7 separate regions of the Mus musculus genome follow, and all the other regions are linked to region 5. A link is a contact called in public ChIA-PET and promoter capture Hi-C data. All regions are on one chromosome and are shown on one strand. Each heading gives the region's core, a stretch centred on a gene start, on an enhancer-like site or on the middle of the called end of the contact. The rest is flanking DNA. Distances are from core to core; before and after follow the strand shown.

Evidence for each region. Promoter capture Hi-C pulls out the DNA fragments that hold promoters and counts their contacts. ChIA-PET counts read pairs in DNA pulled down with a chosen protein or histone mark. Capture Hi-C pulls out chosen DNA fragments and counts their contacts.
Region 1: a contact with region 5 is called in a promoter capture Hi-C map of liver, with 3 times the contacts expected there. The contact joins the promoter of Afg3l1 here to the promoter of Piezo1 in region 5. A contact is called at or near these places in 5 of 39 promoter capture datasets (the C10 cell line, cranial neural crest, hippocampal neurons and 2 more), 1 of 484 Hi-C or Micro-C datasets (B cells) and 2 of 115 datasets of contacts at active chromatin or transcription factors (extraembryonic endoderm stem cells and memory CD8 T cells).
Region 2: an RNA polymerase II ChIA-PET map of memory CD8 T cells shows a contact between it and region 5, with 43 read pairs. The contact joins the promoter of Tcf25 here to the promoter of Piezo1 in region 5. A contact is called at or near these places in 4 of 39 promoter capture datasets (the C10 cell line, hippocampal neurons, liver and 1 more), 5 of 115 datasets of contacts at active chromatin or transcription factors (effector CD8 T cells, embryonic stem cells, epiblast stem cells and 2 more) and 1 of 9 other capture datasets (macrophages).
Region 3: a promoter capture Hi-C map of embryonic stem cells shows a contact between it and region 5, with 4 times the contacts expected there. The contact joins the enhancer-like site here to the promoter of Piezo1 in region 5. A contact is called at or near these places in 4 of 39 promoter capture datasets (embryonic stem cells, hematopoietic stem and progenitor cells, hippocampal neurons and 1 more), 1 of 484 Hi-C or Micro-C datasets (bone marrow-derived macrophages) and 2 of 115 datasets of contacts at active chromatin or transcription factors (the NIH/3T3 cell line and microglia).
Region 4: a promoter capture Hi-C map of liver shows a contact between it and region 5, with 3 times the contacts expected there. The contact joins the promoter of Def8 here to the promoter of Piezo1 in region 5. A contact is called at or near these places in 2 of 39 promoter capture datasets (hippocampal neurons and neutrophils), 1 of 115 datasets of contacts at active chromatin or transcription factors (epiblast stem cells) and 1 of 9 other capture datasets (liver).
Region 6: a promoter capture Hi-C map of pre-B cells shows a contact between it and region 5, with 5 times the contacts expected there. The contact joins the promoter of Fanca here to the promoter of Piezo1 in region 5. A contact is called at or near these places in 4 of 39 promoter capture datasets (embryonic stem cells, hippocampal neurons, liver and 1 more) and 2 of 115 datasets of contacts at active chromatin or transcription factors (bone marrow-derived dendritic cells and large pre-B cells).
Region 7: an RNA polymerase II ChIA-PET map of memory CD8 T cells shows a contact between it and region 5, with 30 read pairs. The contact joins the promoter of Vps9d1 here to the promoter of Piezo1 in region 5. A contact is called at or near these places in 1 of 39 promoter capture datasets (cranial neural crest), 10 of 115 datasets of contacts at active chromatin or transcription factors (astrocytes, bone marrow-derived dendritic cells, bone marrow-derived macrophages and 6 more) and 2 of 9 other capture datasets (adipose tissue and liver).

The regions. Positions count from the first base shown.
Region 1 is chr8:123,476,335-123,479,999 of GRCm38.p6, reverse strand. Afg3l1 (AFG3-like AAA ATPase 1) reads right to left here and starts at 2,138. Exons shown (of 17, transcript NM_054070.3): 1 at 1,953-2,138. The coding sequence starts at 2,090.
Region 2 is chr8:123,372,283-123,376,047 of GRCm38.p6, reverse strand. It overlaps Tcf25 (transcription factor 25 (basic helix-loop-helix)), which reads right to left and starts at 2,337. Exons shown (of 18, transcript NM_001037878.4): 1 at 1,984-2,337. The coding sequence starts at 2,175.
Region 3 is chr8:123,340,227-123,343,723 of GRCm38.p6, reverse strand. All of the region lies in intron 1 of Spire2 (spire type actin nucleation factor 2), which reads right to left. Among named protein-coding and RNA genes, the nearest start is that of Spire2, 9.3 kb to the right of the region's middle. Within about 2 kb of position 2,158, at least 85 of the 459 cell types and tissues checked have an H3K27ac peak or open chromatin away from gene starts, as enhancers often do. A contact at or near this core is called in bone marrow-derived macrophages, embryonic stem cells, hematopoietic stem and progenitor cells and 1 more, where this site is marked.
Region 4 is chr8:123,441,579-123,445,377 of GRCm38.p6, reverse strand. It overlaps Def8 (differentially expressed in FDCP 8), which reads right to left and starts at 2,422. Exons shown (of 12, transcript NM_054046.5): 1 at 2,327-2,422.
Region 5 is chr8:122,549,626-122,553,227 of GRCm38.p6, reverse strand. It overlaps Piezo1 (piezo-type mechanosensitive ion channel component 1), which reads left to right and starts at 1,899. Exons shown (of 51, transcript NM_001357349.1): 1 at 1,899-2,253. The coding sequence starts at 2,190.
Region 6 is chr8:123,317,058-123,320,683 of GRCm38.p6, reverse strand. Fanca (Fanconi anemia, complementation group A) reads left to right here and starts at 2,108. Exons shown (of 43, transcript NM_016925.3): 1 at 2,108-2,209; 2 at 2,513-2,622. The coding sequence starts at 2,131.
Region 7 is chr8:123,252,961-123,256,533 of GRCm38.p6, reverse strand. It overlaps Vps9d1 (VPS9 domain containing 1), which reads left to right and starts at 2,312. Exons shown (of 15, transcript NM_028200.2): 1 at 2,312-2,546. The coding sequence starts at 2,448. It overlaps Zfp276 (zinc finger protein (C2H2 type) 276), which reads right to left and starts at 2,339. Exons shown (of 11, transcript NM_020497.2): 1 at 1,611-2,339; 2 at 524-827; 3 at 204-250; 4 at 1-115. The coding sequence starts at 1,818.

The sequences.
Region 1 (3,665 bases), core at 889-3,388, 930 kb before region 5:
CACACACACACATTAAAAAGCAGGGCTGAGCCGGGTGTGGTGGCGCACGTCTTTAATCCCAGCACCTGGGAGGCAGAGGCAGGTGGATTTCTGAATTCGAGACCAGCCTGGTCTACAGCATGATTCCAGGACAGCCAGGGCTACATAGAGAAACCCTGTCTTGAAACCACCACCCCCAAAAAAAAAAAAAAAAATATATATATATATATATAGCTAATATATATTATAAACAACATTGTATTGTAAAGTTATATAAATAGATAACTAATATGTACTATAAATAATATAGTTATATAAATATATTACTATTATATGGTGGCGCATGCCTTTAAACCCAGCACTCGGGAGGCAGAGGCAGGCGGATTTCTGAGTTCGAGGCCAGCCTGGTCTACAAAGTGAGTTCCACGACAGCCAGGGATATGCAGAGAAACCCTGTCTACACAGTGAAGACAGACTCTGATAAGTGCCCAGCTGCCTGAGAAGTGGAGAGTAGCCTGGCAACCTGGGTGAAGCAGAGACTGAGCTGCCTGGAACAGGCTCTAGGAACGGTCACTCTCTAACCTGCTGAACGAGCAGAGTACTCTGTTTCCAGCTTTCCTGAGCTGTCTGCCATCCCACACTGGGATGGGCGCTGATGATGCAGCTGTTGGAGTCATTTCTGTAAGTAACTCCACCAAAACTCACTAGTTCACCAGATGGACTCTACCGTGGTCTGTTGCCCGCTCCCTATCTGCCGTGGGTAATGTTTGTTCCCTAAGAGCAGTGTCACACAACACCTTTCTTTGGTCTGTTACCAGTGCTCTGTCTAGGGTGAGTGGGCACTCTGATGTCTCGCCACGAAAAGCCACCCAACCAAGTCAAAGTCCATCCAATGTACTTCTTTCACAAAGACACTGGCCCACAGCAACTCAGAACTGTCTATAACAATCACTATATGACTGATCTTCAACGGGTCACCCACCGGAACAGGATGTGCGACATGACCTGAAATGACTGTGCAATGCACAGCACTAGAAACAAACCTGAGGGCATTTTCCCGACCCACTGTGCAGCTACCTCCTCCAAACCCAGAGATTCCCCCCTACAGAGAGGGAAGCTCTTAAGCCTCAAGAAGCCCCATAAACCTTATGCTCAGAAGCTTAAAAAAAAATCCACGGGCCCCCAGACCCAAAGTTCTACAGGCAGGAAAGAACTGCTGAGGGGAGGGAGCCTCTTCAGTGGTACTGACTGTAGGTTCGCCTTGCGTTGTGACCTGTATGTGAGCCTTTCATCGATGAAACTGCTTTTGAGTCACTCCTGTTAAGTAACCTTCCCCGGTGCGGCCATATTTAATTCCAATAAGCTCACTGGTTCACAAAGCTAGAGGAATGGAATCATTTTGACCTATCGTGAGTGCCCTAGCTGGGGTAAATGGACATTTGCTCATGGACCGTTACACCACACTACTGTCATATTAAGAGGGAACAAGACCAAAACTGAATTGAGGAAGAACGGCTGTATGGCCCCTGTGATGGTAACACGCATTTATTTGAAGATGGATAATCTGCATGGATATTCCCTTTCGCCGTGGTGAGCCTCCTTACTACTGGCAGATGTACCTGTGAGGGGTGATAAAATATCTAGTAAGGCTAAACTATCTAAAAAATGAAGCATCAGTGGCGGGAATTCCATGGTGGCCATCTTTCTCTGCTTAGTATGGAGACCTACGCCTCCTTAATGAATAAAGGCTACTACCTTTTAAGTGGGGCCCTGCAATAGCTAACTGGATAATGGCTAGATCGCACCCGCTCAAGTGTTCCGATCAGCCGTAGGTAGACACTAGTGGAGTCGGAGGCAGAAATCGGGAAGACGCTGCGCCCGGCCCAGCCGCAGGCCGATGACGTCACCGCGACGCCCAGCGCGGCCCCCGCCACGCCGCCCGGAACCCGTGGCCCCAGCGCTGCCCTGCTCACCTGCAGAGCAATGCCACAGGCCCTCACGCTGCTCCAGACCGTCCCGCCGCTCCCTGCGCATCCGCCACATCGCCACAGCTTGGAGAAAGGCCAGGCCAGGGCTCGACTGCCCGCCGCCCCCACCAGCCGCAGTAACATCCCCCGGCCCTGACCTCGCGCCGCCCCCTGGGCGCGCGCACGCGCAGCAGGCGGATCATAGTGCACCACGCCCTCGGGGGCGCGCGTGCGCAGCTGGCCGCCGCATCGGCTCGGACCTCTCTTTGGGTGTCTGGTTCGCGGCCGTGCTCCTTAGGATCCTGAACCCGAGTGTCGCTTCGCGCTGCCTGACAGCTGATGGCGGATGGTCCGCGGCCAACTTGACCTAGACACCAAGGGCCTTTAGACGTATTTTAAATTTTGCATTGTCAACGACATCAATGGCTTCGGTGGGTCCTCGGGGTAACGCGGCTCACGTAATTAAATTTTGAGGCTACTTCTCCCTGGTTGAGGGTACTAGTATTACCGGTTGGAGGTGCTCCCGGTATTTTACATCCAGACTAGATGTGGTTCGAGACCTATCGTGAACAAAGGAACTGTTATTTGGTGCACGACTTGTCTCATTGATCCACGTCATAGACCCTTGTTTAATTTTACTTAACAACATTTTTATTCCTGCGGATGCGCAGGGAGCGACGGGACGGTCTGGAGCAGCGTGAGGGCCTGTGGCATTGCTCTGCGGGAGAGCACTTGGTTGGTATATAGAGTCACCCCAGTTTTGATTTGCCTGCAGTTGTGCGGACTAGCAATTTGGACTTGGCATTAGGGAGGTGTGGGTGTTCAGGATGAACCAGTTTCTGGACAGTGGGGCTGTCCACGACACACGTGGCATCTGCGTGTACTCAGATTCTACCTTGACTACATTTCAAAGGTACAGATGCCCGGGAGAAGACCATTGTCACCCATAGTGTTAGCAGTCCTTCTATGCTCCGCCCAACGGTTACCTAGCAACAAGGCCTGGCTTGCTATAAAAGGGTCTGTTCCCTCCCAACCCGACCCCTACTCCCATACCCCCCTCCATGTCTTCGCTCTCTCTGCCCCTTCTCCCCTTCTCTCTCTCAGACTTTCTTCTCTCCCTGACCCCTTTCTCCCTCTCTCCCCAACTCCTCCCTCCTTCCTCCTCTCCACGGGTTCCTGGCCAGCCTCTCCTCTCCTCTTCTCTTTTCTCTCTTTGACTGCCTCTACTCCCTTCTCAACTCCCTTCCCATGCCCCCAAATAAACTGTTCTACATTATACCTGTCCTGTGGCTGATAACTCAGGGAAAGGGATGTGCCGAGGCATCCCTCCCGCCTCACCATACCGCGCTGGAGTGGGAGATGGTGATAAAAGAAAATGAGATTTTGTATCTTGTGATTCATGTAAAAGAGTTGTCTATGAGCCCGTGGCCTGGGGCTGAGAACAAAGCAGAACAGACAGGGCTGTTGTTAAGACATTCCTAAGAACAGCTTGATTGTACAAGCAGGGCTATCTTGTCTGGGTCAACACCACCTGGCTGGAACCTCCCCTCTGTCCACTGCCCCTTGATGCCGGGTAAAGTCATACATCAACTGGTTGCTATGTGAACAAGATAAGCCCCTAGCCCACAGGAACAAAGTCCTGATGCCCTTTTGCTAACATGTAATCTTTCTGTTAATGTTTAAATAAGCCAATAGTGTGTCACTATGCTGAATTCCACA
Region 2 (3,765 bases), core at 1,088-3,587, 820 kb before region 5:
AGCCTTGGTTCTGATCTGTAGGTGATTCCCTGGTCCCAAACGCCAGTCCTCTGGAAAAGCAGCAAGGGCCCTTCACCACTGGGTTGTATCACCAGCCTCCCGCCCCGCTTGCCTACCTCAGCAGTGTAATTCAAAGCAGCTGAGCAGTCAGTAGCCTGGGCCCCAAAGGTGGCAAGATTGCCAACTTCGTGACATATGAAAAGGAGGCCACTGACCAGTTTGAGAGAGTGTCAGGGATGGGACAGAGGGAGGCAAAAGCAGAGGACAGGGAGCCAAGGCTAAAGGTGAAAGCCGTAAAGAACCAGGGAAAGCGAAGTGCAGGACAAGTTCAGGAGAGCTGTAAAATCTTTAAGAACCAATGGTCTCAGATCCCTAAGGTCTGAGAGTGAACCCCAGCTGCCGTCAAGGGAGGAATCCCAGTACAAGGAAGGCTACAGATGGGTGAATGATGGGATATCTAGGCTCTGTTTTGCAATCACCTCTTAAGAGAAATGGGATTAAAATTATATTAAAGGCATGTAGACTGACAGAAACTGGGCCATGGGCGCATACGGGTTATTTGTATTTTCCTAATTTTTGTGTACGTTTAAAAGTAAACATAGCTGGGTGGTGGTGGTACATGCCTTTGATCCCAGCACTCAGGAGGCAGAAGTGCGCGAATTTCCGAGTCTGAGACACAGCATCTCTAAGTAGTCTACAGAGTGAGTTCAAGGACAGCCAAGACTACATAGAGAAACCCTGTCTTGAAAAAGAAATGATGATAAGCAAAAGTAAATCTAAGAAAAGTACTAGTGAAGGGAGAAGAAACAGTAGGAATGGGGGTTGCTCTCAGGCTCAAAGTCAGAGGAGGCAGGCGAGTTCTCTGTACCAAGGGAAGACATATTTCACCATCGCCACAGACTACAGGACAGATCCCTTCCTTTCCTTATGGGAGAAATAAACAATCTCTGAACCAAACTTCCAAAATGTCTGTGACATTTCTCACACCAATCAATATCTTTGCTAGGAACTTTTAAACCTGCTAACTGATAAAAAGCTGGGGACAACTGGGGGTAGTGCTGTCTTGGGTGCTGCAACAGTAGGATAGACATGGTTTCATATCTGCGACTTGAGGAAGACCCAGTACTTCCGTGTGTCCCAGCTAGCTGAGACAATTCACTGCAAGACTGAGAGTCTCAGACACATTACATCTTTTTACTCACTCGAAAATGGCCACTGACACCTTACCATATGTGGAAGTTGGAGATACGAGGAAAAGACATATTATCTGCCCACACATGAAGTCAGAATCATAATTTATACACATATGAAACTGCAGACCCAGGTCAGTCTGTCGTAAGGAAAAACACGGGGCTCAGGACTGCTACCCAATTTTCTGCTGCGAGGAATACGATACGATAGGTACAAGTAGCTGGGACACACAGAAGTACTGTGATGAATAAGCCGAAATGTTTGCAGAAGAGAGACCTCCCTCAAGTCGCAGAAATGAAACCAAGCCTACCCTACCATCCCATTGCCCCGGACAGAACAACCCTACTCCTTCAGTGAAGCCTAGACCCAACTGAACCCCACCTCCCACTCGCCATCCACAGTGCCCCTCCCCCTTAGCTGTCTCGGATGTCACGCCCCGCCCACTCTGACGTCACTGCCCCGTCCTGCCCTGCGTCACGTCACGTCTCTGGACACAGCCGCGAGACACGCCCTATGCTGCAGCAAAGTCCTGTCACTCAGCCCCTTGTCGGCACCCCCGTTAGCCTTTAGCAGCCCCTTCGCTCGGCATTTTCTTCCACCTTCCACTCGATCTCGGACGGGGAACACGGCTTCCTCACCCCACCCACCCTGCGGCTGAAGACCCGCCTTCCCCGATGCGGCGCAGTCCCTTCTCTCCGCCCACTCGACTGCAGTCCAGACCCAACTTTGTGCCCCTTCGCATGACGTCATGCCCCCACCATTTCCCCCCCCTCAGGTTGCCCAGCTCCTCACCAGCTCAAACCGGTTGTTGACACGGACTCCTTCCTTCCCTGCACCCCCGGGGCGCCGGCCACCCAGCCCCGGTTTTGGTCCCTCTTCCTCTGCGTCATCGTCATCAAGGAGGACAAACTTCAAGGCGTCGGGCCCTAGGGGTTCCTGGCCGCGCTGTTCCCCCCTCAGTCTCCGGAGGGCCCGGCGCGACATAGGACCCGACAGCCTGATGTGGGCAGAGGGACGAGGAAGAGCAGCAGTGTGGCGGCGCCTGCGCACTTGCGGCGCGCTGGCGCAAGATTGGCGTGTCGCGTTTGCGCGCCGCGGCTCTCCGGAACTTCCTCCCAATTCCCCGTGGAGTCGGGGAAGGTGCAAGGGTGGCCCAGGGAGCTCTCGCGAGAGTCGGGCCCTAGCGGCGGCCGTGGTGCGGTGCTTCGGCTTTGGAGATGGCTGGCTTTCAGAAAGCCGGCTGTGCGGCGGGCAGCAACGCGCAGGCTCAGAGCGCTGCTCCGCACGAACGCGATTCCCGGGGGCGAGCCTGGGGGCGAGCGGGCAGGGGTGGGGCAGGCGAGGAGGCCGTGAGAGCAGGTGCGCACGCCGCAAGGCCCGTGTGCAAAGACCTCTGCTATGACAGGAGCGAGGGACCCAGTCCCCAACCCCTCTCTGCTAGCCTACCCATGCGACTTGTCCGATGTCCCCCACCTCCACGTTGTTACTAGACTGCAAAGGGACAGTTTTCACCTTAATAGAACCAACCTAACTTCTTTCAGACTGGGTAACTCCTCTCCACAACGTGCACCGAGCCGAGTTAGGTGTTAGGGCTTGCTTTTTATTGTCGCGAACGCAACAGGGGTGGTCATGTTACAGGGGTATTGGGTGAGGGGAGAGCTGCCTAGGTGTGGATCCGTGGTGTGAAGTCACGGCAGCCCTACCTATGTGTATTCTAATTCAGGAAGATTTTCACAATAAGGACATAGGGATCCTCGGCACAGATCTTTTCTTTTTCCATGTTCTTTTTGTTTTTGTTTTTTGAGACAGAGTTTCTCTGTGTACCCTTGACTGTCCTGGGACTCGCTTTGCAGACCATGCTGGCCTCTGCCTCCCAGGTGTTGTGACCAAAAGTGTGTGCAACAACAACCGACCTTTTTTTAAAACAAAACAAAAACACCACCTGTCTTAGGGTTTCTATTCCTGGACAAAATATCATGACCAAGAAGCAAGTTGGGGTGGAAAGGGTTTATTCAGCTTACACTACATACACACTGCTGTTCATCACGAAAGGAAGTCAGGACTGGGACTAAGCAGGCCAGGAAGCAGGAGCTGATGCAGAGGCCATGGAGGCTTGCTCAGCTTGTTTTCTTATAGAACCCAAGCCCAGGTATGGCACCACCCACAATGGGCCCTCACCCCTTAGTCACTAATTGAGAAAATGCCTTACAGCTGGATCTCATGGAGGCATTTCCTCAATTGACTCCTTTCACTGTGATAACTCCAGCCTGTGTCAAGTTGACACAAAACTAGCCAGTACACCACCCAAACCAAGATCTTGCCCTGTAACGCTGGCTACCCGTGAAGCTATGGAAATCCTGTTCTGAAGGGCTGGAATTACAGAGCTACTTCATGTCTACGCCCCAATTTTTATACTTTTGGAAAACTTTCCTAGACGAGTCAGGATTGAGTACCTCCAAAGTAAAATGAGCTGGGGTTGGGTTGGACCTTTCCCCAGCTTGAGAGCAGGAGAGGGCTAGGCCAGTCACTGCTCTTACTTGATCTTAGCCAAAAGGCTGAGAAGCAATCAGTCAC
Region 3 (3,497 bases), core at 909-3,408, 790 kb before region 5:
TCCAGATTCTTTAAATAGCAGATGAGAAATCCAGGAAGTAAGAGGACTGCCTAGCCCCTCCTCCAGTGGAAAGTGCCTCTGCCACCAGTGGTGGTGGGTGGAGCTGCCTCCTCAAGTCAGGTTCTGTCCGGTTCACGGTCACGGTCACGGGTAAGTGGATGATATCACTTCATCATCTAGGGGACAGAAATGGCACCTTCCTGCCTAACTCATGGTATCACCTCAAGGAAGAAGTGAGCTAACAGATGCAGAGACGCGTCCTAGGGTGCGATACCGGATGGATACGCAGTGCCCGGCCGTGCAGTGACGCGTGCAATGGTGGGAGCTCCTGACTCTAACTCCTTCTTGGGGTTTGGGTCAGGGTCAGGGTTAACTACCCACTCTATATGATACAACCCCACTTCACCCCTGACTCTGCTAAAGGGGACTTTATACATCTTAGGGAGGCCTCTTGCTATACATTCCCTGCCCCATGCCTGGGCTTCTGGGAGTATTTTGACAGTGAACGAAGGCTGGAAGGAGCAGATCCTTTTTAAGATCAAAAGACTTCCTGTCTTGCATCTCAGGCACAGGGCAATGAAGATGTGGCATACGCAGTCCCCGGCGGACAAGGGAACTGACCACAGCCCTCAGAAGGTGGCTTGCCAAGTCTCTCACAGTTATAACTCTCTCACCTTCTCACATAGCTTGTGGGCTTTTAGAAGGCACACCACTCTGCGTCACGACACCTACAAGATCACTCAGTGCTACATCTATCCTGCACCAAAAATCTCCAGTGTCCTCTGAAGACAGACACACGGGGCACCTGCACCCAGGACATTAGGTATCACTGAAAAAAGCAAGGAAAGGTGTCGATTAAGGAATTTACTCGGTGGTGCACAGCTTTAATCCCAGCACTCAGGAGGCAGAGATGAATCTTTGAGTCTGAGGCCAGCCTGGTCTATAGGGCAAATTCCAGGACAGCCAGGGCTACACAGAGAAACCCTGTTTCAAAAAGCCAAAATAAGAAAGAAAGGGGGAAAAGGGAAAGAAAAGAAAAAGAAATTCACTTGAAATCAGATCTGGGAGGCTGAGGCAATAAGATTTCAAGTTTAAGGTCAACCTCGGTAACACAGAAAGGAAGACCCTGTTTCAAATAAAGGACCAATAAGATGTGTTTTGTGTGCTGAGTTGATCCAAGGCTCCCACTCAGGGAGAAAAACAAAACAGAAAGCAACGCCTGCCTTTAGGAGGAAGTACACACGCCTGAGTGCTGGTATGTGCAGGAAACACTCACGATCTTGGCAGCCTGTGAGTAGGGAGGATGGGCGGGCATCCAGGCACACCAACACAAGGCCTCCTTCAAGGTCTTCCCTTAAACTTTCTGAATTTGGGCACTGGCTGCTCTTATAGAGGGCCGACATCCCCCACACTCACAGGACAGCCCCACAGCACCGTGTAACAGTCTCCAGTTTCGGAGGATTCAGCTCCCTCCTCTAGCTTCCGCGGGCATCCGACATGCACGCGGTACACATACACACATCCAGGGAAAATTCTCATACAGATGAAATAAAATTTAAGAAGAAGCTGTCTGAATTTTAAAATACATGGATTCGCTAAACCCAAGAAATAAATTTGGAGCCGGGTGTGGTGGCGCACGCCTTTAATCCCAGCACTTGGGAGGCAGAGGCAGGCGGATCTCTGAGTTTGAGCAGCCTGGTCTACAGAGTGAGTTCCGGGACAGCCCAGGCTACACAGAGAAACCCTGTCTCGAAAATTTTTTTTAAAAAGGAATAAATTTTGAAAAGAGAAAATACACCACCGACATTTCTCCTGGGTCTGGGTACAGCCTCCAGTAGAGAGACTGGCGTCAAAGATCACGTGACTAAGCAGTCCCAGTTTCCTCTCGCACAGTGGTATCACTTACCACAGAGGGCTGGTCTGGATTGGGTGGAAACACACCCAGTGACTGGCACTCGGCAAGCAAGCCACACTTACAGGTGGGGGTGGCTTCCACTGTCGAGAAATGAACTGTAAAACTGAGCTGTGAGCCGGTTCACAAACATCAACCTTGGAAATTGGAGAAAGCCGAGAGGGAGAACCACCCACAGGAAGGCACACAGTCAGAGTCCCGTGTTTGTTTAACAAATAGAATTCTGTGGGGCAAAGGGATGGATACAGGTGTGGCCACCCTGCTCTTCCACAGCTGGGCGTGGCTGATCCGGCCTGAGTGAGAGCGGCAGGCTCCTCTAAGCGCTCACCCACACGCGCCATGCCCACACACCGCTCCCAGGAAGTGCCTCGCTACAACAGGAACCCCGTCCACCAGTGGCAGGTCTGGAGGTGAGCCCGGTCAGCAGTGCACAGGGCTCAGGCCTGCCTTGCACCCCAAACCTTGAACACTCATGATTCGCTAACAATGGGCAAGTCTTGGGGGCTGGAGTCTGGAGGATAAATTAACAGCTAAAACAAAACAATGGGCAGGCCTGGCTTCTGTGTTCCTGAACACCTCCATATCCAACCTCTGACAGCACATCACTAAGGCCTCACCACTGGTCCCAGCCGGAAGACAGTGCAGGAAGTTGGCAGAATTAGATTCAGCAAGATGGCTCAGCCAGTAAAAGTGCTTGTTCTGTAAGCTTGAAGACCCGAGTTCCGGCCTCAAAAGCACGGGGGGAGGAAAGATCTGGACGTTATCCACATGTGTCATGGCACACATATGCTCGTAGTCACAGACGTGTCTCACACACACACACAGAGTGTGAGTAATAAATGTGAAAGAAAATAAACTGGGTGAAAATAGGTTAGAAAGATGCTATTCTTTGGGGTGGGACATTGATGAGATGGCTCAGTGGGTGAGGGTGAGCTTCAGCAAGCCCAACAGCCTGAGCCCAAGCCCTGGGGTCCCTATTGTGGTAGGAGAGAACCGGCTCCTGCAAGTTGTCCTGTGATCTCCATGTGTGCCGTGGGGCCTGCACTCACACTCACACACACACACACACACACACACACACACACATATAACATATTTAATATATATATTAAAGATTTATTTTTTCTTTTTAAAGATGTACACTGTAGCCTTCATGTGGTTGTTGGGAATTAAATTTTTTAGGACCCCCTGCTTGCTCCAGTCAACCCAAAGGTTTATTTATTATTTATTATTATTATTTTATATTTATATATTTTGTCTTATTTGTTTATATTTATATATTTTATTTATTTTCTTATATATTATTATTATAAATAAGTACACTGTAGCTGACTTTAGACGCACTAGAAGAAGGTGTCAGATCTCATTACGGGTGTTTGTGAGCCACCATGTGGTTGCTGGGATTCGAACTCAGGACCTTCAGAAGAGCAGTTAGTGCTCTTACTGGCTGAGCCATCTTATTTTATGTATGTGAGTGCCTTGCCTGCATATATGTAAGCTCACCACATGCATGCAGTGCCCACAGAGGCCAGAAGAGGGCATCAGATCCTTTGGCTCTGGTTATAGGGGCAAGCTGCTGCTTTGT
Region 4 (3,799 bases), core at 1,173-3,672, 890 kb before region 5:
AGAACTCTTCACCTTGGCCTTGTCTCAGACCTTGGCAAGTCTAAGGCTGACAGCCTGGTCTACATAGCAAGTTCCGGGACAGTCCAGGCTACACAGAGAAATCCTGTCTTGAAAAACCAACCAATAAAACAAACAAACAAACAAAAAACAAACAAACAAAAACCATAAAATGCCTTCATTTTTCTGTTGGCAGCATGAGCTGCTCAAAACCAGTTGTTCCTTTTCTCTAAAAATTTCTCCTTTGCAGTTAAGACTTCTGCCTAAACAAAAAGCAAAAAACAAACACAGACTTCTGCCTAAGCATTCACACACAGACCGCTTTCTTTTCTATCACCACTGGGACAATCTCCATGGGGTCTGGTATCAGAATTGCTATAACGATAATCTTCATTAATGAAAAATTCCGCCAGGCGTGGTGGCGCACGCCTTTAATCCCAGCACTTGGGAGGCAGAAGCAGGTGGATTTCTGAGTTCAAGGCCAGCCTGGTCTACAGAGTAAATTCCAAGACAACCAGGGCTACACAGAGAAACCCTGCCTCAAAAAAAAAAAAACAAAAACAACAACAAAAAAGGTTTAAGCCCGGCAGTGGTGGCAGGTGGAATTTCTGAGTTCAAGGCCAGCCTGGTCTACAGAGTGAGTTCCAGGACAGCCAGGGCTATACAGAGAAACCCTGTCTGGAAAAAACCAAAAACCAAAAACCAAAAAAAAAAAAAAACCAAAAAAGAATGTATTGGGCTGGACAGAGAGAGATGGCTCAGTGGTTAGGACCACTGACTGTTCTTCTGAAGGTCCTGAGTTCAAATCCCAGCAACCACATGGTGGCTCACAACCGTCCATAATGAGATCTGAAGCCCTCTTCTGTAGTGTCTGAAGACAGCTACAGTGTACTTACATATAATAAATAAATAAATCTTAAAAAAGAAAGAAAGAAAGAAATCAATTGCAGCCCTACTCTCTTGCCCAAGACTGAGCGGAAGGACGAGTGTGTGGTTTGGTAACAACAGAAACTGGGAGTTGCTGCTGGGCAGTCACCGACGCCATGTGGTGACCAGCCCAGTCTAAAGGAACTGGGTGGAGCCCACAGGAGCCCCTTCCAGACGCCTTCTCTGGAAACCTCCCGATGGTTTAGAATATAGTCAGAGGGACAGGGAGACCTTGACCAGAGCTTGCCCTCCACTCTCCTCTGGGCTACCTTTCCCAGGAAAATGGCTCCCTTATGTATGTCCTGACTGGCACTGCCACCACCTGACCAGGAACAAAAGCAAGGAATGAATTAAGCAATGGAGCCATTTAACCCATCTTCCTGGTTTGTCTGGAACCAGTTTGGAGAACCATATTGCTCTTTCAGCTGAGTACGAATAGACAGCACCTCAGCCCAGCCCAGGCTGCAGGAAGCAACAGCCGGCTTTGAGTAGGACCCCATCTCCTATTTCCCCACCAGCCTTACAGAGATCTGCACCCAGAATCCGTGGTTGGCCTCAGGAAAGATACTCAAGAAAGGACAAAAAAAAAAAAAAAAAAAAAGAAAACTGTTCCATCCAGCCCCTGCAGAGGTCTCTCCTAAATCGAATAATAATTACAACTTGACAACTGAAACCCTCAGAGTAAGACCAAGGGTCTGTGGTACATCAGAGGCACTGGGTGAAAGTTCAAGACAGATTATGGTGAATAAGAGCCCGCCTCCGGTGTGTTACTTTAGCCACCAAAAAGTGCTAGTCCAAGGGCCACAGGAGTCCAAAGTACATCCTATTTGCTCACACCCTTAAAAAGGATGGACAGGCAATCCAGGCCAAGCAGGACCAGTGTTAATAATTCTCAACTACCCCAGAAGGCGCAACAAAGCGCACCTCACATTTCTACCCGCTATAACGTGAATTCATTCTGAGGATGCGACTGTCCCCACTGGGGCAGGTCTCTACGACCTTCCTCACCCATTTCATAGTTGTGAAACCGAAGGCTCAGAAAAGCTCAACATAGCAGAAGGCGAGTCCCTGCGGGTCCTTGGGCCGGGAGTCCCATACTCAGGCTCTGAAGCCACCCGGTGATTGGGGGTGGGGGTCGGCATCTGTGGACGCTAAGCTCTGCCCTACGTACTGCGGGGACCAATGAGGTCACCAAGGCCTTGCGCACAGCGGAGAGCCAGCAGGCGGCAGCCGGGAGCTGGACGTCTTGCTTGAGGCCTCTGCCAGTTCTGCACCATGAGTGCGTGGGTCAGAAGCCCGATCCCGGAGTCCGACCAGTGGCGATTGCATGCTGAGATCTGGACCCTCGCCTGCTTTCCCACCAGACCCCCCCGACACCTACAGAGACCGCTTTCTGGCTTACCTGGCTGCCGCTACATTGTACCGGACCGGCTGGCTACACTGTAGTTCGCCGCCGCTGATACACTGTACCGGCTCCTCCGCCCGCTGCTGCCGCCTCCGGCCAGGAGGTTCATGACACCGATTGCCCTGCTGGCTCGCTGGAGCACCTCCAAGTCTCCTGCTTCTGGTCCATAGAGTCCATTACCTTTGCCCTGAGTCTTTTCTCCTGAGTTCCCCCACCCCCACGCCTTAGTAATTGCATTCAAGGGAATGGTTCCACAGTGGTAACCCCTCAATGTCCCCACATCCCCAACACTGACATTCAGCTGTCCCCAGGACACCACCATCGAGACATTTAAGGTGCGTCTCAAGCTCCAAAGGTCCTATCTGAGAAAACAACAATAACACCACACACACACATCACACCACATACACACACACTACACACCACACACTCATACACACGACACACACACGACATACCACATACACACCACACACTCACTATACACACTACACACATACTATACACACCATACACATACACACACACCTCATACACACATGACACACTACATACACACTACACACACCACACACACTACACACACCACACATACACATCACACAACATAACACTACACACACCACACGCACATCAAACCACATACACACACAGAGACATACACACACCACACACCTAACACACCTCTGTCTGATAGTGAATAAATCATTCCCACCTGAGGCCAACCTTCAGTGCGTTCCTGATCACATTCCTTTGTCTGATCTAACTTCCACCGGACTCAGGACCAGCCCTTCTTCCCCACCCCACGGTGACACCACAGCCATGACAGCCTCAGCACCCTCAGACTCCCTCTGCACCTCAAGCCCAGCAGTTGGAGGATCCCAGGGAAGAAGTCTGCCTCAGACTTCACCTCCCAGCTCTCTCACCAGACTTCACCCTCCTTACCCCTAACAGGCCAGGTCCACACTTAGGCCTCTCTGGCTCAGCCTTTAGGATACAGTCTTTCCTAACCACAGCCAAATGTCTCTCCTAATACTTCCTCCTCATCTGTGAGCAGAGATATCGGAGAGGCACTCGTTACTGTCTGATGACTCTCCTCTGACATTTCTACTGACTCTTTGTTCCTCATCCCAAAGGCTAAGAGCTAAAGGCAAGTGTTTTGGATTATTACTTCTGTGCTAGAAGGCCTATACCAGTGCTTGTGATATGAGCCAATATCTGTACTAGCACTGGGCCCTCACCTTCACAGAGAGTCAAGGATGGAGCCACGTCTGCCTGTCTTCATTACTATGAGTCTTGACAGTTTCTCCGTTGATGCAACAGCACTTTTTCTTTTCTTTTCTTTTCTTTTTTTTTTTCTTTTCTTTCTTTTTTTTTTTTTTTTTGGTTTTTCGAGACAGGGTATCCCTGTGTAGCCCAGGCTGTCCTGGAACTCTGTAGACCAGGCTGGCTTCGAACTCAGAAATCCAC
Region 5 (3,602 bases), core at 650-3,149:
AGGCTGGCCTCGAACTCAGAAATCCACCTGTCTCTGCCTCCCAAGTGCTGGGATTAAAGGCGTGTGCCACCACTGTCCTGGTCTGTTTTGTGAGTTTTTTTTGACCTAGGTAATGCTTGTGTGTGACTGACCAGGATATCAAAAGGAAGGAGGCTTGCTTGCATGCCAAGACTGCATACTTGCTGTGGCGGGCAAGGGTGGCGCCAGTTTTTCAATGGTAACATTGTATCTTAGAAGCTGCTCCCACAATTCAGGGAGTCTTCAGATGCTCTTTAAACTGCTACAACACTGTAGGATACAGTTTAGTTTTTTTGAGAGTTCCCCTGTTTGTTCCTTTCTGTTTTTACCCTACAACTACTTCAATGGTTGTGAGACATAAACATTTCAGTTCCTTTGGGACAGTGGTTCTCAACCTTCCTAATATTGCTTAATTAATTTCTAATATTGCTTATTTATTTATTATTAATTATTTTTATTTATTATTAATTAATAATTAATTAATTAATATTCCTTAAGACACTTCATGTTGTGGTGACCCTTGACCATAAAATTATTTTGTTGCTATAACTATAATTTTGCTACTTCTTTTTTTTTTTTTTTTTTTTTTTTGAGACAGGGTTTCTCTGTGTAGCCCTGGCTGTCCTGGAACTCACTTTGTAGACCAGGCTGGCCTCGAACTCAGAAATCTGCCTGCCTCTGCCTCCCGAGGGCTGGGATTAAAGGCCACGCCCGGCCTATAATTTTGCTACTCTTATGAATCATAATGTAAATAGCTGTTATGTAGGATATCTATTATGCAACCCCTATGAAAGGGTCGTTCAAGGCCCATAGCTGTCACGACCCACAGGTTGAGAACTGCTGCTCAAGGAGCAGGTCTGAATGAATTTCTGAACCTTCCCGTGTCTTAGCAGCACCCCTTCAGAGTCAGACTAGAGGTGAGTCTTGGAGACCAAGCTAGGCAGTTTAAATACTATATGTCCAGGGAAAGCCTGCATTTCTGGTGGTTCTGGAAAATTGAAGGTTCTGAAGTGTGATTGACTTTAGCCTGCTGGTGCCTTGAGGCTCAAAAGGGTCACATCATCACCGCTCCCGGTTAAGCCTCTGCCCCTAATGCTACTCATTTCCCAGTGCATCCTGAACTTGGTCCAACTGTGCCGTTCTTGACCCCTTTTCATTTCGTCTTTCCTATCCACCTTAATACGGAAGACTGAGCCAAACCAAGGCGGCTTGGGTGAGGTACCGGGCACGTGCCGGACTCAGACCTTGTCTGGCCACCAATGGGACAGCAGGTGCTCTGTCAGCTTTTGCTACTGTCTGTAGCACACTGACTAAAGCCAAGCCACACAGTGGGGGCAGGTGTGACTGGAAGCAGTCCCAAAGCCCCAACGCAGACCACAGTGGGATGCAGCTGTCTGATGCCACAGCAGTAAGGTGTCTCTCCACCCCAACCACCAAGGCCTAGCCAGCGTGGCCGCCAGTGCCACAGTTAGGGACTCTGACAGCCCCCAGAGGGCGCTGCGCCATCACGGCTTGGGGAACAAAGCGAAAGTTGCTCCAACCACGAGGGGCGCAGTTGCGCGTGGGTACTAAGTGGGTCAGGTCTTTGGGAGTCTTCTTGTATTGCCCCCACCCCGGGTCCCAGGCCCCGGAGCCCCAGGGAGAAGCGCCCCACGGGCACAGTGCGAGTAACTGCGCTGGGCTGAAGGAGGGTTTGGGGGGCGCGCGGGTCGAGGTCTCCGGGTCACCGGCACCAGCCAGGCTAGTAGGGCCGGCGCTCGAGCAGACTGCGCTGGGCAGCGAGGGGGTGCCTGGGCGCGCCTGGCCGTCGGGGGAAGCGCGGAGGCGGGCACTCCAGGGAGGGCGGGGGCCGAGCTTATAAAGGCCCGCAGGCGGGAGCAGGGAGAGAGCCGCCGCGTCGCCGTCCGGCCCAGCTCGGCCTCCACGAGCCGCCGTGAGTTCCGAGCCGGGCGGGCTGACAACCCAGCGTGCGCGGGATCCGGCCGTCGGGAACCAGAGGGCGCGGCCGGGCCGGCCGGCGACCCGAGATCGAGGCCGGCGGGAGGTCACAGCAGCCGCGCGCCGCACGTGCGGAGACCCGCCCAGAGTGCCATGGCGCGCGGTTCCTCCGGCCCTCGCACCTCCCTTTAGCCACGGCGGCGCGACCCCGGGCGGTCCCCCGGCCGCGGGGCATGGAGCCGCACGTGCTGGGCGCCGGGCTCTACTGGCTGTTGCTGCCCTGCACGCTCCTGGCGGGTGAGTGGAGGGCGCGGGCGGGAAGGCTGCGTCCGCGTCCCCCTGCGCCGCGCCGCCCCGGCGGGCGAGCATAGGCGAGGAGATTCCGCGGGACTCGCGGCCCAGGGCGCTCGCATTCCAGAGGCGTGAGCGCGCTGGCGGCCTCGGCGGGCCCGGCCCGGGCACCGAGTGGAAAGCACGGCAGGCAACGGCGAGGCGCGGGTCCGCGAGAGCCCCAGATAGCGCTGGGCGTCTCCACGCGGGCTGGGAGGAGAGGCCCGGGCAAGGGGCTGTTAGTGTCTGAGCTGTGAGGGGAGCGCGACTTTCTATTCTCTTTCGTAGTTAAGAAAAAAGAAAGAAAGAAAGAAAAAAATCAAACTTGCATCATGACTTCCTGACCAATCTGGGAGAAGGTGGCGTTCTGCCTGGAGCTTTTCAAGTCAGAAATTTCCTACCAGAACTAATGTTCCAGCCCTAGGCGCAGTTCTTAGTCTCAGTTCCGAGGTTGTCTGTCCAATGCTAAGCTCCTGTCTTCCTTGTGCCCTACTTGGTTACCTTCCAGAGGGACTGGGGCACAGGGCGCCCCAGGAGGCTCTGCCTGATGTCAGAACTGGAGATCCCCTACCTTGGCATACGTCCCTTTCTTGCAAAGAGCTTCTCTCTTTTGGTGTCATAGGTGCTGGGCTCCATTGCCGCCCTCCCAGCCTCACCCAGGGCACCTTGCCCAGCTGCTCACCCCCTTACACCTCCTGAAGCAGTCAGCACCCCTCCACATGTGACCTTCCTCGGGGTCTGATTAAATTAGCCCACAGAGAGTCAGTGTACCCACTGTGAAAGTTGGTCTGCCTCGTGGAAGTCCATCTGTTGGAGGTGGGGGGGTTGTGCGTGATTCCCTCCATCTCTCCACGGACACTGCTTGTGCACCCTGTTTCAGGAACAGGCTCCGGGGGGTGTCAGGCAACCCGGGCAATGACTTCCACACAGGCCAAGTTTTGATTTGTAGGACCAAAATGTGGTGAGACCGGGGTGGGGGGGTGGGGGGGATTTTTCAAGGCAGGAATCAATGAAAACCATTGAGCTCTGAAAGGAGGGGCCAGCGGATACTGTCCTCAGCTCAGCCCGGACTTAGGAGAGCCAAGGTCTAGGGCCCACATTTGTGGCTTCTTTTCCTCGCTGGCCTGTAGACGGTCAGACTGTAAATATAAGCAGAATGGGTGGATGAGAATGTAGAAGACGGGTACCCTTCTTAAAGATTCAACAAGAGCTGCTTCTCAGGCTCCTTCACTGACTGTCAACACTTGGGAACAAGGAGGGCAGGGCAGGGAAGAGGTGGTCCTGTTGTGTGCAGAGAAAGGCTTCTCCATCTTCAT
Region 6 (3,626 bases), core at 859-3,358, 770 kb before region 5:
GATAAGACAGGCCCGTTGTGTGTGTGTGCGTGTGTGTGCATGTGCGTGCGTTCCTACTTATGTATGTGTGAATTGCTATGTGCGCTCGTGTGTAGAGTGCAGAGGTCACCACGGGTGTCTTAGCCAGTTTCCACCTCAGCGGCTCTCTAATTCTGTTTTTGAAATGGGAATCTCACAATATTGCCTAGGCTACCCCAAACTCCTAGGCAGAAATGATCCTCCTGCCTCAGCTTCCAGAGCTGATAGGATTTCTAACTTGTGCTACTGCACTTGTTGAAAATGCAAATTACGAAGCATCAACGAAAAGAAAACCGTTTCCAACGAAAGCTTGAAAACACACAGTAAGTACCAGCGGTGGTGATGGTCAGTTGGTGTGATTTGGGGTAAGCTAGTACTCTTTTTTGTCCTCATAGGCTGGCTGAGCAGATTATCTTTTTCTTTTTCTTTCTTTCTTTTTTTTTGGTTTTTCGAGACAGGGTTTCTCTGGCCACCACGCCCGGCTAGATTTCCTTTTTCATATGGAGGAAAATGGCCCTTTTTTGCCAGGTAGTGGTGGTACGTGTCTTTAATCCCAGCTCTCAGTCAGTAGAGGTAGTGTATCTCTGAGTTCACCAACCTACTCATTCAAAATAACAACAACAACAACAACAACAACAACAGGGTAGCAGGGGAGGAACAGTGTGGGTGGGGAGGGCTTGTGTTGGAGGGGGTCCACCTTGTGGGCAATGATGGAAGTACAGCCATTTTTTTTTGAGATTTACTTATTTATTATATGTAAGTACACTGTAGCTGTCTGAAGACACTCCAGGAGAGGGCATCAGATTTCGTTATGGATGATTGTGAGCCACCATGTGGTTGGTGGGATTTGAACTCATGACCTTCGGAAGAGCAGTCGGTGCTCTTAACCACTGAGCCAGCCTTGAGCCACATCTTCTAATAGGCAGAGCAGCTCTCTGATGCTCCTCTCTGAGGGCACTTCTGATGCTAGAGGCAACGTGGGGCTGCCAGACACATTTGATCCTGAACTGGGACGAGTCCTGGCCATAGTGATGAAATTTTGTAGAAATACATTAAAAAAAAATTGGTTCTCTTCAGTTTTATATCTTTAAGTGTTCTCTTTGATGGGTAAAGTGACTTTTTGGCTCCCAGTGTGACCGTAGCACCTCCAGGTCATGGAGGCAGATAAGCCTGATTCCTGGGAAACTTCGGTCAATCTTTGTCTGCTCTGCTCTGGCTCTGATAATGGCTCCTCCAGCTGCTGACTGATTCCAGGCTGGGTGAATTTTAATCACAACCTGGCTACTATGGCCGGTTCAAGCCTGTCTCTAGTGTCCTGTCTTCCACTAGTGTCTGCGTGTGCACACACCTGGGGTAATGCTGAAAATCAAGGACAGTGGCTGCAGTGCACATAATGCCCTCCTTCAGTTTGCTTGTTTGTTTGTTAGAGTCGGGGTTTCTCTGTGTAGCCCTGGCTGTCCTGGAACTCGCTCGGTAGATCAGGCTGGCCTCCAACTCACCGAGATCCACCTGCCTCTGCCTTCGGAATGCTGAGATTACAGCACCGCCCCGCACGTAAGGTGGATTTAAAAAAGGAAGAAACAAGAATGACAGCGTTTTTGTGGCTGTTTTTCCTTCCTAAGTACTTTGAGCGCTTAGCGGGGAGTGATAGCAACTCTAATTTCAACCCTTGAAAGTCACACCCCAGCACCAGAACTCCTTTGGTCAATTTTCCCTCAGAGTCAAATAAGCACAGCAGAGTACTCGGATCGATCCTGTGTAGTTTTGAACAAAGCAGGTAAAAGTGCTTTTTTTTTTTACCGAAAACCTGGGTCCAGTTTGTCACGTGATCTCCCCAGGCCAAGCTCTGGGCCATTAGCAATTCTGCGCCACTTTCCCTCTAAGTTGTCAGGCGCAGGTGTATTGCACCAAGGCTGCCACCATACTGCCTTCTCTGCCACCCGAACGCAGCCAGACTCCGGGACAAGTACTACAACCAAGAGGAAGAGGGCCACAGAGCAAGGGTCCGCCCTCGGGGGTGTGGTCAAGCATGCTCCTAGCCAATGAGCGCCAGCGCCTGGCCGCGGCCAATCGGAAGGCAGCGCGGGCTGCAGAGCCGGTGTTCCAGACGCTATGCCGGGCTCGCCGGCTAGGGGTGCTGCCATGGGTGGTGGGCCCCGGGGCCTCCGAAAAACTTGGACCGAGCTGCTGGGTAGGTCTTGCCATTTCTGCCTTCTGACCCCCAACCAGCGCCAGTGCGGTCCCTCCATTCTTCGGGGTCCGGGTTCAGATCCCAGCGTGGCTCAGCCCTGCCCGCGAGTCAGCCGTCCTGGGCCGCGCTGGTCCTCTTAGGGCCATGGGCCCCAGGCTTCCTGGTCCTGCCGCTTGCTGCAAGCGCTAGGTGACTGTCCAGACTTGGACAGCTTCTCTCTGGACCTCCGCGCAGCGTGTCACCCTGTGTACGTTGCACTATAATTTTCTGAGCAATTTTTTTTTCTTTTTAAAATATCTTTAGCGGGCAGAGTCAAAAAGCAAAAATATGATCCTGAAAGGGAACAGAAATTAAAGGATTCTGCTCTGAAACTCCTGAGATACCATCAAAATATGCATGACCTTTTGCTAGAGGTAAGAGGAAGTTGTCCTGGCTGAGCAGGTTGGATGTTCGGAGCCAAGCCAGATCATAATCTTTTTAATGTCCTTCTAAGCCTGAGTACTTGGCGAGTAACTGGTGCCGGCAAACCAGGTGGGAGGAGAGCTGAGTGTATTTTATATTTTATGTCTTTGGAGATGAAAGTAGTTGGGTAGTACATTTAATAATTCATGAAAGGCTTTAATAAATTCCTTCTGGGAAAAGTACTCGAGGGGCTGGAGGGTTGATTCCTGTACAATCTGGTTTTTGTTTGTTTGTTTGTTTTTCTCTGTGTAATCCTGGCTGTCCTGGAACTCACTCTGTAGACCAGGCTGGCCTCGAACTCAGAGATCCGCCTGCCTCTCTCTCCCAAGTGCTGGGATTAAAGGCGTGCACCACCACACCCAGCAAGATGGAGTACAAGTTGTAAGCTGAAAGAAGCATCCCGAGTTGCTTTTGGTCATGGTGTTTTTATTACAGCAATAGAAATTCTGGGGGCTGGAGAGATGGCTCAGCGGTGTTCCAGAGAAACACCCAGGGGAAGAGAGCAGTGTTTGTAACCTGTGTGGGTGTGGGGTGGAGGAATTCACTGCTGACAAAGGGATGCTTTTTGTCCCAGAAGCCGACTTTACCGTTTGTTGACATGCGCTGCACCCAAATTGGATGGACAGCCCTCTCTTGGAGACACTTTGACTGAAACATTCACTGCAGACACTGGAATTGTTCTAAATATTAAGATAAACATTGTTTCTTTGCAGCAAACACAGACTGTGACAGAAAACGCATATATAGAAACATGAGGGTGATTGAAATCTTTCATAATCCACCAAAGAGAACCAATTAGGCCTTTGCTGCTCTAATTCCATGTTGTCATTTTGAAACACAGTTCAGAATGGCATACAGACAATTTAATTCTCACTTTTAAATATGACAATTAAGCACAGGCATTTTCACATGGTTTAAAATGCTCCTAAACAATAGGGCTGGCATTGTAGCATCC
Region 7 (3,573 bases), core at 1,063-3,562, 700 kb before region 5:
TACTCAGAGGACAGTGTCCTCTGGAGGCTGGGCAGAGACCCACAGCTGACTGCATGCTCATGCACCCAGCCCACCAAGCCGTGCAGACACCGAGGGCTGGAGGCGATCAGGTCAGCTGAGGAGAATCAACAGAGATGTCAGGCTCACCGTGGCCAGCGCTAGGCCCTCCCTGGGACGCCCACCCTGGCACAGATAGCACTCACCCACACATGCTCCCTCCTCTGCCACTGTGGTAGGCTGAACACCAACCCTGCAAAGCATCAGTGGCCACAGTTTAGGAACCTCTCAAGGTCACAAACGTCTTCCACAGGGCCCCTCTGTCAGCTGCCCTGGTTCCCTCTCTCCTAAGTGATAGCTCTTCACCCTCAGATCTCTGCAAACATTGCCACCACAGCACCCCATTGTAACACCATGAGCTTTTGTATGCTAGCTTTTGTCCACCCCAAGTCACTGCCTTAAGTCAACACCTAGAACACAGGGTGACGAACCCCTAAAAGTCCCTAGAAATCCAACAAGGGCCTACTTTGTACAAGGCTTCCTCTGGCCAGCTGGGGAGACGTTGACTCTCTGTAAGAAGGTCCTGAGAAGGCTGTGGCACTGATAGAATTGGGTGTAGCAGTTCTTGCAGACAGACTGAGGCAGGGCTGGGTCCTGGTGCACAGCGACACCCAGCAGACGCTGGAAGTCCCTAATGAAGACACGCTCTCCTGGGGACAGTCTTTCTGAAGTCTCCCCAGGCACTCTGTCAGAGATGCTTCGGAGGCTCCGTGAGGAAAACTTCCCATGGCAGAGTCGACAATGCCCCATAGCGAGAGTCCGGCCTGCTCCTGCGCAGAGAAGCAAATGTGACATAAGCGAGGTACTCGCAGTGCAAGGGCCACTCTTCCCCCTGGCCTCCGAACACTGCAAGCAGAGAAGTGCCCGCACCAGGCTTCCTAAACACAAGAGTAGCGGGACTGGGACTCGGGAGCTGGCCTTCCTCACTGAACACTCAATATTCAAGGAACCCCAGATGCCTACAACGAAGATGAAACTTAACATCCCTATTCTGAAAATGTGTCCAAGCCGTGCCTCAAGAAACTAACTCACTGTTCATCCCTGTCCATCTATAGGTGCCCTGCCTGCAGCATGTGCATGATGCCACCCAACTGCCCCTAGTGGGAGTAAAGGACAGCTTACATAGGAAAGCCATTCTCAGATGACTGAAGAACACCACACTAATGTGATGCACATGGAGGCTGTTAACCTAACTAGCTGCTGCTTGTTCACAAACTCGCAGCCGCACAAGGAACAAGCAGTTAGTTCACTTAACTCAGTTCCCAACGCAGGTTAGGTTATAGGCCTGTTTTAACCATCAAGAAACTGGGGTTCAGAAAAAGTTAAGCAATTACCCTAAAAGTCCATAGCACGAAGAGCAAACTTGAAGCCACACCTGTGTGCCTTCAAATCTTACGCACTAAATAGCAGCGACACAGAGCTGTCTGGGCGGCAGAGGAAAGGGCCTCTATCGGCAGTTCTCCAGAGGGCCCGCGTTCTCCAGAACCAGGAGGCCTGGTTTGCTCTCATTATCACTAAGCTCGCACCGGGGCCCGAGGACGCCTGGAACCCACCAGCTTCGTCTGTACCGTCGTCGCCTGTGTCCCCGCAGGAGCGTGTCATCGAGCCCCAGCTGAGCTGAGCAGCCGCCCCGTCAGCGCTCGTTCCGCCGCTGCGAGAAGGGCGACCCCGAGTCCGACCGCTTCCACAGCCGCCGCCCGAACCCCCGCGCTGCCGAGCTATTCCGGGAGACAGGAAGCGGCCGAGGCGGTCCCGCTTCATGGTGGTAGGCGACACTCGCTCCCTGCTCCGCGCTGCTCGGTGTGGCTCGGCCCCCTGACTTCTTGCTAGAGCGGACTTAACTTGGCACACTCCGTGCCGTTCCGCTACTCTCCGCCGCGCTGCCCCGCTCCGCTCGGCTCCCCGAGATCGGAGCCGGAGGAAGCGAGGGCTGCAAGGAAGCGAGGAGCGGTCTGGGGAGCCACAGCGGCCGCGGCGGGGTCAGGAGCCCGGAGTTCTTCGGGTCTCTCGGAACTCGCGACAGGCCCTTAAAGGAGGGGCAGCCCGGAGGGTGAACGGCCGCGGACTGCCGCCCGGGCGGTGGCGCACAACAGAAACCCTTCAGAGCAGTAGCTCTCCCCGCCAGCCTTCCCGTCCGCGCTCGCAGCAAGTTGGCCGGAGGAGGTGACAAGAGCCACTGACCCCTCCGGTCCCCTAAACCCAAGTCTGCGCGGCGGGGCGGGGCGCGGCGGGGCGGGGCAAGGCCGGCGGAAGTGTGTCCGGGTCCCCTTCCGGCGGTGCGCAGCTCCTGCGCCTCCCTCAGCTCCGCGCTCCGCGTTCCGGTCTGGAGGCGTCCGCCCCGTCCCGCCCCTGCCGCCGCGGCCTCCCGCTCCCCGCCCCCGCCCAGCGCCATGGCCGCTGCGGCCGGGGACGGCGGGGCGAAGCCACTGCAGAGCGCCATGAAACTGGCCAACAAGGCCATCGAGCTAGACACCGGCAACCGGCCCCGGGTGAGGCTGGGAGGGTCGCGGAAGCAGCTCTGGGAGGCCCTTTGCCCCTGGTGGGTGGGCGAGGGCGGGCGTGTAGAGGGATTCGGCGCTCCCGATGCGCGCGGCGGCGGCGGCGGCTCTGGGACCGCGCCCGGAGACCCGGGGCCCGGAGGCTAAGGGCGCCGAGCTCTGCGGGGACCTGGAACAGCTCAGCTCGCACTGGGCCTAGATTTACCTGTGTGATGAGGCGGTGTGACATAAGGAGGAGGTTCTGTTTGCAAAGGACCTACATCCAAGATGTAGATGACAGATGTGTGTGTGTGTGTGTGTGTGTGTGTGTGTGTGTGTATTCTTGACAGAGTCTGTGTAGAGTTAATCTAGAAAAGACCCGACTGTTGGCTCATTCAGGATGCTGCTGCTGTCTGCAGTTGCCTTCAAAGGTCATTTGTAAAGAAACCCAGGCACAAAAGGGGTGTGGCCTGTCACTGAGAATAACTGCTAATTAAAAGGATGGCAACAAGGTAGAAAAGCCGGCTGGGCCACCCAGAGCTTCCATAGGACAGGACGAATCACTGGTTGTCCAGTGCCCCAACTTAGTTTTCTAGGGCACCCTCACAAGACCAGAATCCTACCTGAAACCCATTTTATCTGAAGTGCTGAGCTAATTAAAGTTGGGTAATTTTGACAACGAGTAAAACGAAACACATACAGACCAGAGTGCGTTCTGTCTTGAGCTGTCACAGAGCCCAGAGCAGAGGGGTCACACAGCTGAAACCTGCAGCTCGGTGCTCTGGGCTCCTTTGAGCAGAGGGAATTATTCTGGAGTCTGTAGAATGTTATTTCTTCACCTAAGCCAAAACTTGAGATTGACAGATGAGCCCTTATCCTCTCCTCAGATTTCAGGAAGTGCTTTTCATGAGACATGGAAAGACTGCTAGTCTTTGAGTTGCACAGGAAGAGAACTTTGTCACACAGAGTGGAAACCCTTATTGCTGCTCAGGCAGCTCTGTGGAGCCTCCTGACTGAAGCTCAGCTCCTTCATGTGGTG